Linked DNA regions of Sus scrofa: region 1 is linked to region 2. The links are chromatin contacts, called in public HiChIP or PLAC-seq maps. All regions are on one chromosome and are shown on one strand. Each heading gives the region's core, a stretch centred on a gene start, on an enhancer-like site or on the middle of the called end of the contact. The rest is flanking DNA. Distances are from core to core; before and after follow the strand shown.

Evidence for each region. HiChIP or PLAC-seq counts read pairs in DNA pulled down with a chosen protein or histone mark.
Region 1: a contact with region 2 is called in an H3K27ac HiChIP or PLAC-seq map of alveolar macrophages. The contact joins two enhancer-like sites. A contact is called at or near these places in 1 of 47 Hi-C or Micro-C datasets (embryonic fibroblasts) and 1 of 2 datasets of contacts at active chromatin or transcription factors (alveolar macrophages).

What each region holds. Positions count from the first base shown.
Region 1 is chr6:131,745,674-131,748,373 of Sscrofa11.1, reverse strand. ADGRL2 (adhesion G protein-coupled receptor L2) reads left to right here. Exons shown (of 27, transcript XM_021096387.1): 21 at 346-412. Among named protein-coding and RNA genes, the nearest start is that of ADGRL2, 620 kb to the left of the region's middle. Within about 2 kb of position 1,418, at least 1 of the 83 cell types and tissues checked has an H3K27ac peak or open chromatin away from gene starts, as enhancers often do. A contact at or near this core is called in alveolar macrophages, where this site is marked.
Region 2 is chr6:129,886,835-129,889,709 of Sscrofa11.1, reverse strand. No RefSeq gene overlaps it. Among named protein-coding and RNA genes, the nearest start is that of TTLL7, 180 kb to the right of the region's middle. Within about 2 kb of position 1,574, at least 1 of the 83 cell types and tissues checked has an H3K27ac peak or open chromatin away from gene starts, as enhancers often do. A contact at or near this core is called in alveolar macrophages, where this site is marked.

The DNA.
Region 1 (2,700 bases), core at 169-2,668, 1.9 Mb before region 2:
ATCGTGACTCAGTGGTTAACGAATCCAACTAGGAACCATGAGGTTGTGGGTTCGATCTCTGCCCTTCCTCAGTGGGTTAAGGATCCGGCGTTGCCATGAGCTGTGGTGTAGGTCGCAGACACAGCTCGGATCTGGCATTGCTGTGGCTCTGGCGTAGGCCGGCAGTTATAGCTCCGATTAGACCCCTAGCCTGGGAACCTCCATATGCCGTGGGAGTGGTGCTAGAAAAGGCAAAAAGACATAAATAAATAAATAAATAAATAAATAAATAAAATTCTGTTTTCCTTGTGATGTTGAGGATCCATTGAAGCTTACTTAATACATATTCTTTTCTTTACATAATAGTTGCTGGCTTCATGTTGATAACTATTTTATATGGAGTTTCATTGGCCCTGTCACCTTCATTATTCTGGTAAGCAGTCTCTATTTTCCCTGCATTTTAAGACTGGAAATAGAGATAATTTATTTTACTGTTAATTTACCTATGTATTCAAAGATTTGTAAACATGTCTAGCTTATAGCATAAAATTAGAATATTTTATACATTATATAATTATCATCAAAATCTATAATATCAGCTCTCTACCAAGGTTTATTGCATTTATGAATTAATGAATGTAGAAGTGAAAGAACATTAGCTTAGTATTTACGATCTTAATTTCCACATAGTAATTTAGTACTTTTAAATAAATGTCCACCATCCTAAATTCTTTTTAAGGCACAAAAAATTTTTTTTAAGCTTAGAGTAATAACTGAATGTTAAGTAAGCTTTGAACTCATTAGAAATAAGACTACTTTTCTGTGATTTTAAATACCCCAAAAAATACTGGTTTCTAAAAAATTTTATTTTAAAATAAATTTGATACAAGTTAAGTATAATGACAAGTTATTTTTTAAATTATTGCTAGTTAAATATTTGAAATATATGTAAAATTTTTAAAAAATAGCTAAGATACTTGAATTTTAGTATTTAAAATTTTTCACTCAGTTGTAGCATCATGCTTTTACAGATAAGTGTTATTGGCAATTATAAGATTGAAAATAAAACAAAGAAGTTTGTATATTGCCTGTACCTGTTTATTCCTATTAAGGATATTTTTTCTTTAAAAAAGTTTAACATATCAACTTAATAGGATATTTCTGTGGTTAACTAGTGTTTCAATAAAATTAAGTGAAAAATTTTAGTAGTTCAAAGAAACTTAAAAACTACTTCAAGTGTACATACTTTTGTTATTAAAAGGAATTATTTTACACAATTACTAATACAAAACAAAATGAAAACTTGAGATGAATGCCTGTATGAGTCAAACCAATTCCTAGAAAAACTGATTTCCCATCAGAATTAGTCAATCCAGATGATTGCCCCAGTTTTTGCTCTTGGTTTACTTCTGTGTTAACATAGCCTAAGCTTATTTTGCATTAAATCACAAACAGCTGACTTGAAGGGGTATGATCCTTAAAGATACAGGCTTCTTTTTACCCTGAGCCCTTGGCCAAATATGTTGATACTTTGAAAATTATGAAGACTAGTTTAGGGATATTTGAGCTATGCTTCTCTAGCACTGCAGTTTGCTTATTTTCTATCTCTGAAGATAAATACTGACTTTAGAGTATTAAAAAACATTTCACTTGGCAAGGGAGTTAATGTTTATATGTACTGAACTTTGAGTAAGAGGTAAAGGATGTTTTATTAACGTGCCTATTTATAGGGAGAACGCACTATTATTTGTTTAGTCTTGTCATTATTATCCAGTACCAAATCATTTAGGTTAAGATGTGAAGGGCTTTGGGGGAACAGTCTTCCCAACTTTTAACAAAACAAAATAGAACAGCAGGTAGCAATCACAGTACAGATCCTGGGAGTGATTCGTTTGCAATTGCTTTGCCCTCTAATTGTCCCAGTCCCAACACAGAAAAACAAGGAGTGGTATGCAAGAGTAAAACATTATCTCCAATGTGACCTAAAGTGAGGTACATGATTGTGTAGTACTGTTTATTGAGTATTATTATATTTATGTACATATATCCTTATGGTGATATAGGTCATTTAAAAGTCAGTTCAGACACAAATCTTAATAATATAAATTCTATCATATTGTCTCTTTTAAGGAGTATTCTTGTAACAAAAATTACCTATTGATATTCCTAGAAAGCATAGTTTGTATTTCCAACTTTTCTGAATTGAAATCATTTAACTTAGAAGTGTGAAATAAGTGTACTTTTTAAATACTTCTCAATGAAGGGAAAAACAAGTTCTGGAAGATAAAACTTCCTAGCTCTGTATTTCTATAGAATGTCTTGCCTACAGGCGCTAGAGTGATTATATCTATGAGAAAAGTGCTTGTAAGTAATGAGCAGTGGGAAACCATTAGTATGCCTGAAATGGTTTAATGAAAGCTTGGATCATGACACGTCAGGAGCTGTTCTTATCATTTGGACAGCTCCATCTGCATCGTTAATAATTAATTCAGTTCAGTAAGAGTTCAGCTCACATACTCATTTAGGAGTCTTCCTCAGAGAACACCTCTCTGGCTGCCAGTCCCAGGGAGAAAGCGGTTTCTGCTTGGCTAACAGCAAAGATCTGGAGATACAAGTGCAGTTTTAGAGTTGCATTTGCCAGGTAGCCAAAGCTCTAGGGAGGACAAAAAGGGTCAGAACATGTGCAGTTCAGTTAGGTTACTTCAGAGTGGTGTTTCTGTT
Region 2 (2,875 bases), core at 325-2,824:
ACTCATGACACACACACACACACACAAACACACACTCCTAACATTTTCTAAAGCCCATTTAACCACTGTTGCGATATCCTGCATTACCCTTCTTTACAAGTAGAAATATTAAATACTAATGATATTTAGCATTTTGTTCCTGGGAATCTAGTCAAAAGAAATACTCTCGATAGAGGAATGGATAAAGAAGATGTGGTGCATATATGCAATGGAGTACTATTCAGCCATAAAAAGAATGAAGTCAGACAGAGAAAGGCAAATACCATATAAGATAATTTATATGTGGACTCTAAATATGATACAAATGAACTTATTTACAAAACAGAAACAAACTCATAGACTTTGAAGAAAAAAAAAACAACTTTGTTAAACCGAAGTTTGGCAAACCGAAGTTTGGCTTTGAAGTCCTTAAATCTGTTTCTGTTTTCTAAGTTCTATTGTACCATTTCAATTAGAGTTCACCTACTAGTTATTTTATATTATATTTATCTTTCTCTATCTGGTTTACACTAAGTAGTATGATAATCTCTATGTCCATCCATATTGTTGCAAATGGCATTATTGCATGCTTTTTTATGGCTGAGTAATATTCCATCATATATATGTATCACATCTTCTTTGTCCAACCCTCTGTGGATGGGCACTTAGGTTGACTCCATGTCTTGGCTATTGTAAGGCACGCTGCCATGAACATTGGGGTACTGTACCTTTTCAAATTATGATTTTCTCCAGATATATGCCCAGGAGTGGTATTGCTGGATCATATGGTAGTTCTATATTTAGTTTTTTTAAGGAACCTCCATACTGTCCTCCACATACAGTGGTTACACCAGCTTACATTCCCACCCACACCCTCCCCTGTCTTTTGTGAATGGTCTCTCTCTACTTGATGGCTTCCTGCTGGCTTATTTTTCCCCTTGTTTTTCACTTTCCTGTATTTCATTCTTAAAGACCAGTTAAAATGTCCCTCCTACGATGAGTATTCTCTGTTCTGCTAAGCAAGTAGCTATTCCCCTCACCAGACTCCATAGCCCCTGACTAGGTCTCTGCTATCTCATGCCTCACACTGCATTATGATGACTTGCTAGTCCACCATTATGTAAACCATGAGGGCCCAGAAAGCAAGGAGCATTGCTTATCTAACAGAATGGTTTATCATACGCCTTCCTACATTTGTGAATAAATCAATAAACGGTTCAATTCGGAGTAGTAAAGGCTTGAACCTTTTGAGTGTTGGGGGACTGTTGCACAGGTAGATTATAGGCTTCTTGCCTATTAAACATGAATGATAAAGCTATGAGGGGTATCAAAATCAAGGTCAAGCCTAGGTGATGGTGAGGATGATCTTGTAAGAGAAACCAGAAAACATGGGATGAGAAAGAAAAGAAATGGAAAATTTGACAGATTCAGGGTGGGGCTTGAGGAGGACAAGGAGAAAGAGAGCTCTGGGCTCCAGGCATAGATGCAATAGACAGGCAGACCAGCTTGTGCACCTCTCTCTGTAGGCTGGGGAATATGAGCTTCTCCATGCTCTGCCTGGGATCCTCTGCCTTATGGCTCTCTTGCTCTTGTGATGCAGTATTGATTGCTGTTAGTCACTGTATGACTAAGTGAGAATCAACATATGTGTAACCAGTCTACTGAGAGGGCTGAAAGTATTAAGAAACAAACAGGAAACTCAGCCTTTCAACACATCAGATCCTCCATCCCCATATCTAAGTGACACTTCAGGTAGCTCCAGTAAATTTCTAGTCATTTCAGTAATTATGACTCATTTCCAGGTAGTAAAAGATGTGGTTAAATTTGAAATGTTAATCTCACATCTCATTTAAAGTGTCTCTTCTCTTCTTCCTCCAGCATGTTTCAGGCTCAACCTGAGTCCGGGATGCTGTAGCAAAATGCTGGACTGTCTGCTCTTCTCCTCTCCCTCTCTCCCCTCCACCATATATTCTGGCTTTTCTAGAGTCAAAATAGGGATACGGAGTGTTCAGAGAAAGGGACACAATATTGCGACTTAGGCAATGATGCTTATCATTCCGTACCTCCTGTTCCTGATGCTTTACATGTATATTCTGTATATTCACATTATGTTTCTTGCAGGGGCCATTTGTGGGTGCCTAAGTGGCCTCTATCTAGCTGATGTGGGCACTGCCCACCTACCTTCACGCACACGTGCGCGCGCGCACACATACACACACACACACACACACACACACACACACACACACACGAGAGTCCTGTCGAAGCAGCTGGAGCATAGTTACATCTGGGACTTGCTCTGTGGAAAGTCCAGATTTGTATGACACCAACTGATGGGAGCAGAAGCTTGCCTTAATGCTGCCATGTCTTCTGGCACAGGTGACTCCACGAGCCCCACAAAATCTTGATGAACCCATCACTCCATAACAAATGGCTTGCTTTCTCGCTGGAAGGTAGTCTTATTGTAACAGGAATGAAAAGAGAATGAGAAGAGAAACAAATAGTGTTCAGTTTTTAAATTTTAAAGTAGATTTGTGAAACTGATAGCAGAGGGAAAAGTTTGAATGCTAAAGCTTTCCTTGCAAGAACCAGGTTATTTTGCAAGGAAGAGTGATTTTTTTTTAAATTCAAAAACACAGTTTGGGGAATTGGGTAAGAAATAAAAAGGCAAGGCACTGAAGGAATTTGAGATGTAAAGTTTATGCCATAAACACTAACTAGAAAGACCAAAAGAGAGCCAGGTTACTGCACTCCAGAGGAGATAAAGATTCAGGGGCTGAAAGAGGAGAGACAATGATGGAAGAGGATGTGATTAGGGAGAGGGGTCTGGGAGGTTCAAGATGGGGGCCCAGGACTGGAGGAAAAGCAAAATGCACTCAGAAAGCAACCAGAGCAA